Regions from separate parts of the Triticum aestivum genome. Here region 2 is linked to region 1. The links are chromatin contacts, called in public Hi-C maps. All regions are on one chromosome and are shown on one strand. Each heading gives the region's core, a stretch centred on a gene start, on an enhancer-like site or on the middle of the called end of the contact. The rest is flanking DNA. Distances are from core to core; before and after follow the strand shown.

What was found. A called contact is a pair of places that touch in the nucleus more often than the background predicts.
Region 2: a Hi-C map of leaf shows a contact between it and region 1, with 2.5 times the contacts expected there. The contact joins the enhancer-like site here to the promoter of LOC123135707 in region 1. A contact is called at or near these places in 2 of 5 Hi-C or Micro-C datasets (leaf and an unstated tissue).

What each region holds. Positions count from the first base shown.
Region 1 is chr6B:51,278,262-51,285,207 of IWGSC CS RefSeq v2.1, reverse strand. LOC123135707 (probable serine/threonine-protein kinase PIX13) reads left to right here and starts at 4,692. Exons shown (of 6, transcript XM_044554889.1): 1 at 4,692-4,997; 2 at 5,659-6,038; 3 at 6,663-6,798; 4 at 6,908-6,946. The coding sequence starts at 4,931.
Region 2 is chr6B:51,310,508-51,317,544 of IWGSC CS RefSeq v2.1, reverse strand. It overlaps LOC123135708 (disease resistance protein RGA2), which reads left to right. Exons shown (of 8, transcript XM_044554892.1): 6 at 1-849; 7 at 962-1,074; 8 at 1,386-1,733. The coding sequence ends at 1,074. Among protein-coding and RNA genes, the nearest start is that of LOC123135708, 9.8 kb to the left of the region's middle. Within about 2 kb of position 3,749, at least 2 of the 8 cell types and tissues checked have an H3K27ac peak or open chromatin away from gene starts, as enhancers often do. A contact at or near this core is called in leaf, where this site is marked.

The DNA.
Region 1 (6,946 bases), core at 3,443-5,942:
GACCGAGTTGGCCGATCGATCACGGTCACAGTAACGGTGCAGCTTGATCCACGGAGGCTTAGCTTTGACTCTTGTGTGCGTACGATTTGAACCAGTAAACCTGAGAAAAGAATGCATTCATATTCGTTCAACGGCATGGTCATGTGGATGGATCATGACTTTTGGCACCTTGGGGTTTGTCTTGCATAAAAAGTCGTAATGTTGAGGAGCTGGCTATCTATCTGACCAAAGTGTGTAAGTGCGCGCGCGCACGTGCCGTGTGTGTGCGTGTGTGTTTTTGTTTGTTGAAATGTAATGATAAAGACAGTACAAACTAATGGATTTCATGTATAGAATCAAAGTGTTTGACGTGTATATATATGCATGGTGATGCCCTCTCACAATCTTGCGTATATACCCCCATGGTGTGGATTGAATTAATGTATCTGCCTATTTCAACCAACTCTCAAGTTAGACCAAACAAGGATATTTAATTAATTAGTTAAGTCAAAAGTTGCTGCTCATGTAAGCACAAATCCACAACTACATCTAGCAGTTTGTTTTATAGCACATATATGTATATGTGTGAACATATCTGGGAGAAACAAGAAATGGTCCTCTGGTTAACACGTAAACATGGTTTTAGATTGATCTAAAACCCGGCCAAAGGCCATAAGAAAGCACAATAGCTAAGTTGACATTTGATGAGCTCGTTCGGGATACGGATCCGATGATCATTGACCGCCATGGTGGCGGGAAGGAAGAGGGTGCCGGATTTAGCGCCCGTCTTTTCAGGTCCGTTGAGTCCATGGACTTGCTGCCGGCATTGGTGTTTCCTCGTTAACTTCTTCCTCTGCTTCGACCTCCACCGCCGGAGCAACGGATCCACACAAAGCATTGTCTCCGGCAAGCGATTTGAGCGGTTAGGACGGAACATGGCCTCATGTGGATATGCTAGCAATCTACAATAGCCCTGTGGCCATAACATCTCCGGGGAGGTCATCGGAGTCGGAGGGTTCAAGACACGATTGCATCCTTGTTTTTCCTAATGGGGTCCTAATGTAAACCTGGAGAACTTGTTAGTAATTTCCTTTTCCTTTGGGGTCCTCTATGTAATGTTGCAAAACTGTTGTTATTATAGTGCCAGCTCTGGGACCTTCGTATCCCTTCCTGTGTTTAAAAAAAACAGGCTGCTCTCAAGTCAACTGTTCCCTTTCTAGAACACACCTCCTTTCAAGTTACACCCATCCTTGTAGGATGATTCCCAGCAAACAAGGATGCTTATAATTAGTTAAGTCAAGATTAGTTGCTCATTCCCTCAAAAAGAAAAAGATTAGTTGCTCATAAGGCACAACTTGTGGCACCTACCAGGGTTTCCACTCGACTTGACCCCGCGTCGCCCTTGCTAGGGTGACTCGGGCGAGGCCGAAACCCTAGCCGCTAGGACCGCTCCTTCCTTTCCTCCCCCCTGACACCGTCGGGCTAAGCCCCGAGGCCGACGACGGTCACGGGGGTCGATCTCCCTCTCTCCCGCGTCATGGGTGTGGTGCGGAGCCCCTTGGCGGCGCGACTGCCGGCCCTGCCTTGGGTTGCGGCTGCGCGATGGCCGACCCTGCCTCGGGCGGCGATGGCTGCGGGCGCGGCTTACTACCTTGCTTTGGGCAGCGGCTGCGGCTGGATTTGCGGTGGCGGGTGATCTGACCTTGGACCAATGGAGGTGGCATGGAGGGCCTAGTGGGTGGGTCGGCGACATGCGTGGTCTGGCCTTCGGTCAGACAGATCTGGCCGGTGCGGACTGCCCGCTGCTCGGCGGCACTGATCGGTGGCGACCCAAGGACACGATGCTAGATGGAGGTTCGTCGAGCAAATCGGGCTGAAAACCTTCCTCCCAGATAGTTTCCATGGCTGGTGGTGGCGGCGCTCTTCTGTGTCGTTCCTTCTTGAAGGCATCATCGTGGAGAAGCTCCATACCTTTATCCGCTACCTCCGGGAGAAACCGTAGATCAGTCGATCAGATGACACAGTGCTCTTGTGTCATTCCCCCCTTGGGGGCTTCATTCTTGGAGGGGTGCATAGGCTCGAGGACATAATGCTAAATGGAGGTTCGTCGAGCAGATCAGGGTGAAAAGCTTGCTCTCGGCTAGTTTCCAAGGCCGATGATGGCGGCACTCTTTTGTTTCGTTCCCTTCTTGAAGGCATCGTCGTGGAGAAGCTCTAGACCTCCATTCGCTACCTCCGGGGAAACCCTAGATCAGTCGATCAGATGACGTGGTGCCCTTGTGTCATTCTTGGATGGGTGCATAGGCTCGAGGGACCAGTGGACGACTTCTGCGGTGGAGCGGCGGTTCCTGTGACACATCGACGACGTGGAGTCTTGATGGTGTGGCGCTGCAGGTCTATGACGGATATGTGATAATGGATGTGCATAGGATGGTGGCGTTGTCTGGCGCCGTGGTGGCATCGACGACATGCCTCACAAGGTGGATGCATCAGTACCTACTCTTAAGATGGATTGATGGAAGAGGATGGTGATGGCCTCTGCAGCGTGCGCATGTGGTGCCCGCTGAAAGTGCGCGCATTGGACCGGTGTGTGACTCAGACCCGACAATTCATCTTGGTTGGAGCCTCCGGCTTTATATGTTGTATTTAATTTGGTGTGAGGTCTGGGTATGCGGCCTGACAATTTGCACCCCTTAATCAAGTGCATAGGGGTAGCGACATATGTCGTCAAAATGATGGCTTTAGACATACTGATGCATTGCTTTGTAAGGTTTAAATAAATAATTAATAAAATAGTTGCATGCATAGCTCTGATGCAGAGGCCGAGGTCATACTCATTTTCAAAAAAAGATAGTTGCTCATGCAAGCGCGCACAAGTTCATATGCTAGCATATAGATCGAATCATGTGAACACACCTGGGAGAACCAAGTCATGGCCCTCTCTGGTTAACACGTAAACATGGTTTTAGATTGGCCTAATCAAGATCAAAGACCGGATGAAAGCACAGTGGCTAAGTTTGACACTCCATGAGAGCATGGTTTGACACATTCTAGCTGGCGCCATCAATGATAACTCCGGTGGTGCCACTATTGTCAACCTCCCAAGATCTCATGCATCAGTCAAGTCTCATATTCCTTGTCTGCTTTTGGAACAAGATGGAGAAAAGGACATGAAAGGACAGCCAAACTAATTAGCCATTCATCACTTGTGGTGGTAATTAGGAGGAAAACGTAGGTAGCTGGCTTTGCTCGGTCAAACAAACTGATTAACCACGGGCTAGATGTGTGGTGTGATATTCGGACCAATTCCAGCCACACCCAACAAACCAAGGCGAAAAACAATTTTGTGATACTAGATGTATGACATCTTTAATAATATTGGTCTTATATAGACTTGTTTTTACTTCAACATGAAATTGATGCCCTTTTCTCCTAGGATATTGTACTAATTATTATATTTCTATAATCGTATATTTTCAGTCTGGAATAGGTTTTTTCTAGGCAATTCCCTCACAATTGAAACCCACAATATTTTTTTGCCTTCCACTAGCATACATTGGGAGCGTTCTCCGAGCTAAGTTTTTGAATCCTCGCTATCTAAATAACCAAGTATCCACATATGTTTAGCAGGTAGTAAAAAAGAATATATTTTGAGCATAAAGTAAATATGGCCATTGTTTTTTCTTTATGGAAAATTTGGTCTTTGTTTCCAGGAGGATGTAAAATAGAACTAATCAGTATCTTTTTTTAAAGGAGGTATAAAAGATTCGCCTTGTCTCATTACTTAAGTAGAATTATCTGGTTAATTAGCGAAAAACCGGACGAAACCATCATAATAGTCCACACGGAGCAACCTCGGCGAACCCGGCTACTCACACACACACACACACACACACACACACACACACACACACATCATCCAAAGGGGAAATCGCCTTTTCATTTCGAGGTCACAAATGAGAAGGTTATGATGCAACTCTCGATGTATTGATTGTACTCACGGAAGAAGAGATTAAAGTAGGTTTTCCAGACATAGTAGTTGGCCTTGGAGTGGGAGAGTTTGCTCGGGACGTGATCGAAGAGAGGGACGTCGTGGATGTGGGGCGTTGAGAACCTCAGAGTTGGAACCAAAGGTGGAGGCGAAGGGGTTGTTGGGATTGCTGCGGCTAGAGGAAGACATGGCGGTGGCTAGCGAGAGGAGGTGGGTCGGTCTCGGTTAGGGTTCGGGATTGTCGGAGAAGTGGCTGCAGGGGTGGGGAAAAGAGGGGAGGGGCCGGAGGGCGCGACACGATGGGAGGAAGAGGTGCGGTGGAGGGAAGGAGAAGGGGCGGCGCGGTGCGGCAGCTAGGAAGATAGCGGCAGCGCGGCTAGGGTTAGGACCAAAGGAAGGCCGATACCATGCAGAAGATTATGATGCAACTCTCGATGTACTGATCCGGTGCAAGCGCACGTATATATGATGTTCAAGGTGGGCTATATAACCTCAACAACAAAGGAAAAAGGAGGTGGGCAAGGAATACAGATATACATTACATGCAATATATACTCAACAACAAAGATTACACATCTGCTGTTTTTTGGACATTTTTACACGCAGCTGGAAGAAGACTCGCCTTTCTGGGCAATATACTAGAGAAATGGAAAGCGGCACGCGGAGTTTGAGCTGAAAGAGAGAGGTGGAGTGTGGTCCGGGGCAGGCGGAGGCCGGCCACACGGAGGAACAAACAAAGCCGGAGACTTTCTCTCCCCTCAGTTTGCAGCGTCCGCCCCCCCTCGCAAGCTCTCCAGTCTCCGCTTACTTATCACGGCCTCCCCTTGACTTCCCCTCCCCTCTCCCCCATTCCATACTCGTCTTCTCCCTCCCTCCCTCCTGTCTCCTCCTCCGCAAGCAACCCTCTTGCGTCGTTCCTGCTGATTGGCTCCGGCGGGAGGGAGGAGGGGGCGCAGTGAGATGGGGAACATCTGCGGCGGCGCGGGGAAGGCCGATGTGGCGGCGGACTACCGGCCGTCCAGCCCAGGTGAGCACCAATCTGGCCCTCCATGAACCTGATTCGGGATCCCCTTTTCTTCCTTTCCGCTGTTGTTTTTCACGCCATCTCGTCGATGGCTGGATCCCGCGAGCTCCCGGCGGGGGGTGTCTTGGTTCCTGCTCGGAGGTCTGTTTCTGTCGTCTGCCGCGCAGAGACGCCGTCGTTGTTGCCTCGGCCAAGACTCTGTTTAAGTTTAGTCTGATTGGTTCCGATTCTTGGTTCTCTGAGCTCAAGGTTGTGCTGCTTCTTTCATGTCCGCCACTCAGTCGTCTGTCGAATTGTTTAGGGGTTGGTTGGTGGCACTGAATCAGGACAGGCCGTTTAATTTCTTCCTCTTCTCAGATTTCCCCTGTTCTTCGCACGAGTAGCAGGGACGGGAATTGACTGAATCAGTATCATACAACCATAGTTTTCCAATCCATGCTATGCTTGATGCTTACTTCTCCCTGTTTAATTTACGAGTATTTTGTCAGGGAAAAGAGTAGTTTTCTTTTCCCTGTTCCATGAATCAGACAGGCTGAACCAACCATATGTTACTGACGCAATCCAAACTGTTTGCTCACAAGGGGAACCTCTCCCATGTTCTCTGTAAAATCTCTCCAGTAATCAAATTCAGTATGTTAAAAACGTGTTGCTTGTTGTGTGACAGGAACATCCAACTACAAGACGAGCGGCAGCGTCACCACCAGCAACAGCACCACGGGGAAGCTCTCCTCGGGGGGCAGCAGCACCTTCATGGCCTCCGCGGGCAGCGGTGGCACCAGCGGGGGCTTCGACGAGGCCGCGGCGGGCTTCCTCGAGGGCCAGATCCTGGAGGCGCCCAACCTCCGCACCTTCACCTTCCTCGAGCTCAAGACGGCCACCAAGAACTTCAGGCCCGACAGCGTGCTCGGGGAGGGAGGGTTCGGGAGGGTCTACAAGGGGTGGGTGGACGAGAAGACGATGAACCCCACCAAGAGCGGCACCGGCATGGTCGTCGCGGTCAAGAAGCTCAACTCAGAGAGCATGCAGGGGTACGAGGAATGGCAGGTGAATATTTGCTTGAGCTCTCTGAATTCCAAATTGATGAGTATGATGAGCACTGGAATTTGGGGGTTTGACTTAGCTTTGTTTGCTCTTGATTGATGGTAACTTCGATTCAGCTTCGGCACATGTGGAACAACTGCTATGAGTTTACTTTTGTAGTTTTAGCTGAGTTTACAGTCCACTCTCTGCACACACACGCACACCATTAGTAGTCAGGTTTAAACAAATCACAGCAATTTTAAGATTCTCCTGGTCGTTACATGCTTACAGTTATGGTTCCGTGTGCTTTGTTTAACTTCTGATGTCCTGGCTGCTAGGTCTATTATATCGTAATGGAGCTGTGCTGTCTGGCCAGTGCCATTTGACTAATGCTAACCAGAGTCATTTTGTTTGAAAGTGGTATGATAAGCTGTTCACAACTGCTGACCAGGAACACCCAATAACCCACATGTTTATCACAATGTAGCTGCTTCTATTTTTGTTTGGTCAGCTCTGGTACATATAAAATGCTACTATTAGGCCAGCAGACGTGACTCGGCGCTCCTAGTTTAGTCTAACAGAATCATTGTTTCCAAAGGTTGCTGCAGCTGCTGTATCTGATGAACATTTCTGATTGTCAACTTGCAGTCAGAGATAAACTTTCTGGGAAGGCTCTCGCACCCAAACCTCGTCAAGCTGTTGGGCTACTGCTGGGAGGACAAGGAACTGCTGCTTGTCTACGAGTTCATGGCCAAAGGGAGCTTGGAAAACCATCTTTTCAGAAGTGAGTTATTAGTGGTTTTTCTTCTCTGGAATTATTGGAAGCAGTTGCAATTCTTGAGCAACCAGTTGAATTCAAAATACTGATGTTGGACCCTATTGCATTTCTGTAGAAGGATGTGCTCCACTGTCATGGGAGCTGAGGCTGAAGA
Region 2 (7,037 bases), core at 2,500-4,999, 33 kb before region 1:
TTGCTCTGAGAAGGTTGCAATCTAGTGAGCTACCGGAGTCCATAGGGTCCTCCCTTGGTGTGAGCGAGTCAACTCTCTTGTTGGTAACCGAGAGCTTCATTGTGGCTGTGGACAAGAGAGCAGGGCACCATTCGCGCTGGCCAGACTCCAGCGAAATGGATAAGGTCAAATCCATGTTTGAAAAGATCCACAATATGCATAACTGCTGCGGTGTTATATGTACAACTCACATCCCATTTGGACAATGCTGGGACCGTGAGAAGAATGAAACCATCCTAGTACAACTCGTCATTGATCCAGCGATGAGGTTCAGGACCATTTGGTGGGGACGGATAAGCAGCATGGACCAGTCAAGCATTTTGCATGAATCTTATTTTTTCAAGGAGTGTGAGAAGGGTGCTCGGCTGAATGGCAGCAAGTTGAAGGTTGGATTAGATGGACCAGAAGTCGGGGAATACATAATTGGTGATGCAGGATACCCGCTTCTCCCATGGCTACTCACACCTTACCAGGAAGAAGACCTCTCATATTCCAAAGCAGAGTTCAATAGTAGACACAACGCAGCCACAACCTGCGCTCAGAAGGCGCTGGCAAGGTTCAGAGACACATGGACGTACCTGCAGGGAGAGACGTCGTGCCCTGTCAATCAGAAAACTATAGTTGCCACAATCCATGCCTGCTGCTACTTGCATAATATAATCATTGATATGGAAGATGATGCAGCCATGCCGAGTGTTAAGAAGCCGGATTACAGTGGGGAAGTGCGCCAGTTAGCAAATGAGGATGCCGGCAGAGCAAGGGATATGCTGGCGCAATACTTCTCGACCACCATGTCATCCAAATCAGGAGGTGAACTAACACAACTTCTCCTACATCTTAATTTGTTCATTTGGTTGCCAGGTCCACTAATATTTCATAATCATTTCCTCCTGCTGTTTCCATCCTTTATATGTTTTTTTAGTCGGCTTGGTGGATGTAGAGGAGGACGATGAAGTGGCTGCAACAGGCTTAGGGGATGAAAACAAGGAACAAGAAGCAGAGACAACGGCAGCAGAGGAAGAGAGGCAATGTTAGGTACATTTTCCTACTTGATTTTAGGTACTACTGCTTGGTACATTTTCCTGCTTCATTCTAGGCACGCGCTGTGCTTAGAGTCTTGGTATTCCCTCCCTCAGTTCCAGCAATATCAAACTACTGGCAACGTGTTAAGCAGAACACTATCATCTAGTAGCTGAAACTCTTGTGTAGTTTGTTTAATAGCATTATGATTCAGATAAAAATAAACTTATAGCTGCTATACTATGCGCGGAAATAAAATTCTTGATATATTAAACCCTGGTGATTGGCCGTACATCTGATATAGATTAAAACCTTGGTTTGGCCAGGTGAAAGGGAAGTTGACATCGGTCCTGCTGGTTGGAGCTTTAGAATGCATGAATCCAGAGAAGCCCTGGAATGGAGCAACAGACTAACTTGGTGCTGCAACTGGAATTGAAGTTGAATGTTTTCTTAAGTTTGGTCATGTATCTATTAGGCAAAGACAAGTATTATGTAGTCTGCACTTTATGTGTGTGCAGTAAGCTTTAACTGACGGACAAATGTGGCTAGCTGCTTGGAGACTATCTTCAATTTGCATCCATCAGTTGATGCAAACTGAAGAATTTGCAGACATAATGGCATGCAGTTCTGTGTATTTATGAAATACATATGTTTGGGCCAGTAGTTTTACAAAATGGAAGGGCTATTGACGAAGTCCCTGATGCCAAGACATAACGCGACATGATGGACTCCAGTAGTAGTAAAAAAACTCCAGTAAAACAGATGTTTCTTAGCTGGCTTGTATGTCTGAAGTGCGGTGGCCATTCTCATGTAATAGTAATCAACTTGTTCAGACATAACAAGGGCCATTTGGCAGTACTTACTGCTACCAATTAATAGTAGTATGAGAAAAGGTAAGAAAGACGTAGACTGATATCTTAAGGCAAATCTTCCTAAGATCAGCCTTCAAACTCCAGTAGTGGTAAAACAGAGTCATCTTTCTTTAATTGGCGTGTTGATTGGTTGGAGACAAGAGGAGGATGGAGCAGATCTTCCCAGCTAAGGTCCCAATTGCCATCTCCTACACATGCATGGATCAACTAGTTAAGTTCTAGTGTTGTTGGACTTTTGGACTTAAACAAAGATATAGTACTAGTAGTAAATCTTTACCAGAGAGCACTTCAGCATTAGTACAAGGTTCCAAAGAGTGGGTAAACCAGCAGGTCCTCTGATCAATGTACATTAGTTAATTAATCATGGCCTGAAGGCTAGAGCTAATTTACTGTTTTTCTGCGGTCTGCGCGATGCCTCGATATAGGAGGGAACATGTTTGGAGGGAGGCAAATTGGGGACAGAGGCATCCCATTGTGACACATTGCTAGCTAGTACTCTCTCCGTTCCATAATGTAAGACCGTTTTGCAAGCAGTTTGTTATTGCTGGCCCATTGCCAACGCCCTACAGCTTTGCTTCCTAAAGACCTCCAGTGGTCTCAGTGACTCAGCCCATTTGGCTTGCGTTCATCATTATTCCTAAATCGCATACCGTACTCTAAATGTGAACAATGGATCTTTTCCTGCAAATGGAGTGAACAGCTGATTGGTTCATCATTTTGCAGGCTGCAGGTGCACGGTCTGGGTGTTCAATCACCACAACACGAAAGTGCTGGGCCCCCCCTGGTGGAAAGGTTTGTTTGGCGGCGCAACAACGGCTATCAAGAAAGAGAACAACGCGAAGAACGAGAAATGGTTTTTGTCTTGAATCAGCAAAGGAGGCTTGCATTGAGTTTTCAAAGGAGAAGTGTCTAATGCACCATTTTCTGAGCAAGGATTGCCTCTCAAGGTCTCCTTGAAAACACTGATTTTGTTATATGGGAGGATGCTGGGCATAGCAAAACAGCATCAGCATGCTCGTCTGTTGCAAATTAACAGCCACTACAAAGGAAGTGACTTGTTAGAAAGCTTAGCATCTGAAGACAATAGCGACTCAGGGTGATGACTTATCAGAGGCATCACAGGATGCTGGGCATATGTTTTGGAGCTGGTTTCATCAAATGAAATGGTGGCACTATGTTGAACGATCTTTTGTTGCTGTAACTAGATCTTGCCTGCCTGGCTGAAGTCCACGGTGTCAAGTGCTCATCTTGTTGTTGGATCTTCCAGAGAAAGTGCCCATGTGCCGAAGACAGCATTTTGGAAACAACGGTGGCTGGCTACCACTTCATTGGCTAGTTTGCCCGCCGCCACAGGTTCAGCGCGTGGCCCGGGGCGTGGCAACAAGTTTCTTTGTTGACTTGTACTCCCTCCGGCGGAAAATATTTGTCGGAGGAATGGATGTATCTAGACGTATTTTAGTTTTAGATACATCCATTTTTATGCATTTCTCCGACAAGTATTTCAGTACGGAGGGAGTAGATAAAATGTCACTGTTTAGCGCTGTTGTGCACTGTAGCGATGAAGTTCTCTCGGGACGTTGTGCTGGGCTGGCGACGCAACCGACCCATGCATCCATGGATGGCACAGGTCAACAATGAGGACGAAGCAAAGCCAAGCCAAACCGTGTTGCCGAATTTATACAACCACTTTCTTTCCACCATCGCTCAAGGCCTCACCCTCACGCACGCACGTGTTTTTCGTTGTACTGCTCCTATGCTATACAGCAGAAAACCAGCTACGTACGTCTCCATGGAAAAATAATACCCATGCCTGGCAAAGGAGCTGACCTTTTACTTTTAGTGATGAAGACCTACACTACACAGCAAACAAGTGGCAACTACTCCCTCCGTTCCAAAATAAATGACTCAACTTTGTACTAACTTTAATATAAAGTTGGGTCATCTATTTTGGAACGGAGGGAGTACATCGAAAGGGACCTTTTCAGGTGGAAACTCAACTGTGCAGTCTACAACTTGCAAGGGGCTCAACTGGTGCGTTGCCCGGCCGACTGTTGAGGCATTGGATGTATACGATCCAGATCGAACACACTGAATTTCTGACTGTTACTACTACGTTGCTCTCATTCCCTAGCCGGGCCAGGTTCCCTTCCTACTACAGTTTCGTCACTTGTTCTCTCAAAGTTTCCAGCTCTTCCTGTGTTGCTCCTTCACGCATCTTAATTATAGCCCGGTCTTGCAAGTTCGCCGCCCGCTTAATTGTTAACGGTGCATACTAATCTGGGCTTTGAAGGACATGCAGAGCGAGCAGCAGACGTCATCCGATCGCATGACGTCGATCCATCTTGTATATATCTCAGTGTGCTGCCCGGCAGCTTAGCTTGACTAGCCTAACTGGTTTCGAGCCCTGCCAACCTCCCAGAAGCTTCATTACCTGTAATGCGCTGTGAATCACTCTCGCGCTCAACCAGCTGGTTGTCGAGATATCCAAGCCAGTACTCGACGCTCAGGCCGTGGCTGTCCTCGACACCGCCTGGATCCTCATCTCCGGTCTCCTCGATATTGCGCGGTCCGAGCTCGTCATCCGCCAGATGTCTCGCCTCTTGGGCAAGGTGGTGGTGGTCGACGAGCTCTCATTGCGCAAGGAGGAGGAGGTGCGGGTCAAGGTCAAGTGCCTCGACTCCTCCAAGCTGCGCACTTTGGTTCGAGTCTTCTTCAACGACCAGGGCTTCGACCTCAGGATCGCCCCCGAGCCTCCCAACCACGTTGGGCGTCCCCGCTCCCTCGACGTCGGCCCCCCTGTGACAACCCGGGGGGCGGCGGAGACTACCACAGCCACCACTGCTCTCGTTCTCACCGCTCGGATGAGGAGGGGGCGTCCGAGGACTCCCGCTCCCCATCCCCCTCGCCCCCCCTCCGTCTGCGGGGGGCAAGGCCGCCAGGCCGCCTCTCGCCCCCCGGTGGATGGCCCGCCGATCTCTGACGTGTCGCCATCCGAGGGGAGCAACATCTCCAGTGTGGGCCTGGTGGTCTGCCCGGCCTCCTCCCCGCGCTCCCCCACCTCGTCCCCGCCACCTGTGCTGGCCCCGGTCGGCCTGCTCGGCGACCTGCTCTCCGACTCTTCGGCGGCGCCCGCGGGTGGGGGGACGCCTCCTGTGGTTGTCCCCCCAACTCCGGCTTCGCCTCCCCCCGTCGCCGTCTCCTCCCCGCAGCCTGACGCTCCTCCGGCCCCGTCGTCTCCACGGGCTCCCTCGGAGGCCTGCTCTCCGGCCCCCAGTGCGCCTCCTCCCCCTCTGGCCGCACCATCACCCCCGGCCCAGATCTTCCTCGGCTGTGCTGGGTCGGGACTGCTGCCCTCCCCTCCGTCGTCTCCTGGGGCGGGGGCGGCCCGGATCATCACGCCTCTAGCGGCCCAGCCCCCCCTCCCCGGTCTGCCGCCTACTCCCGTCGTAGTCGGTCGGCCTCCTCCCCGGTGGTGGCCTCCCGCCGGAGTGCTCGGCTGGACGCTGCCCACCCTGAGGGCACCCGGCGCTGCCCATCCCCGAGTGGGCGGAGGTACGCCCTCCATTCCCTCCTCTGCTTCGTCTTGTTCTTTCTCTGCGCTTGAGTCTGTTCCGCTGGGTCATCTCGCCAAAGTGGCCTCCGACTCCGCGATCATTTTCCGAGGGGAAGTTGGCCCCCCTCTCGCCCAGATCGCGGCCATCAGAGCCCGTGAGGTTCTCGATGGGAAACTTGTGGAGGCCGGGGCGGCCCTCCTCGTTCCCCCAGCCGCCTCTACGTCTGGGGGATCTTCCTCTCCGCCTCGGCCGCAGCCGACGGCCCCTCCTCCCTCGGTGGCCGTGCCGGAGATTCGGGGACACACCCGCTCCCGCACGGCGGCCCTTCGTGCACTTAGCGCTTCCTGTGTTCTGGGGTCAAGCAGCCCCCAATGGCTCCTTAATGCGGGCCCTCTTCTGGAACATCCGCGGCTTCGGCCATGATGGCCGCCGCCGCCAGTTAGTGGAATACATGCGAGATGAGCACATCGACATCGTGGCTGTGCAAGAGACCATGCGTCACGATTTTGCGCTCCCTGAGCTTGACCGGTTGAGCTCTCACCTCTTTGCGTGGCACTGGCTCCCTTCTAGTGGGAGCGCGGGCCACTCGGGTGGCATCCTTTTAGGTGTGAAGGATGCCACCTTTGAGGTGGGCAGCATGGATAGGGGCGAATTCTTCGTCAGCATGGAGCTTTTCGAGAGGTTGCTCAACTTCAAGTGGGAGATCATCATTGTCTATGGACCGGCCGATCATAGTAGGTCGGCCTCCTTCTTGGAGGAGCTCCACCGGAAAATCTCGGCCGCCTCCCTCCCCGTGGTTGTCGGGGGCGACTTCAACCTACTGCGCGTTGCGGAGGACAAGAACAATGGCAATGTTTGCTTTTCCCGGATGGACATGTTTAACGACTTCATTGCCGACCTCGCCCTCCGGGAGATTGATCGGGTTGGGGCCCGTTTTACTTGGACCAACCGACAAGCCTCCCCGACCCTGTCCGTCTTGGACAGGGTCCTAGTTTCCCCGGAATGGGACCTCCGATGCCCCCTAGCCTCTCTTCGCGCCATCACCCGGATTTGTTCCGACCACGTCCCCTTGCTCCTCTCCTCCGCGGACGAGCGTCCGCCGATCCCCCCTTGGTTCCGGTTTGAGACCTTCTGGCTTTCCCAGGCCGGGTTTACCGACGCCGTCTGTGCTCGGTGGATCGAGGCTCGGGCCCACCCTCACCCTCGCCCCCCTTCTGCTATTGACGCGTGGCACTTCTATGTGAAGTGTGGCCGGCAATTTATGAAGGGCTGGGGGGCCAACCTGGGCCGTGACGCCAGGGAGCGTAAGAAGGTGTTGCTCACCGCGATCCAGGCCCTCGACTTTCGGGCTGACGCGGTGGGTCTCTCCCCAGACGAGTGGCTCTCCCGCTATGACCTCGAAGACCAGCTCTTCGTGATTTACACCGATGAGGAAGCCTATTGGCGCCTTTGGGGCGCTCAGCATTGGGTCCTGAAGGGTGACGCGAATATGGCTTACTTCCAGGCGATTGCCAACGGGCGCCGTAGACGCAACACCATTCCCTGCCTTTGG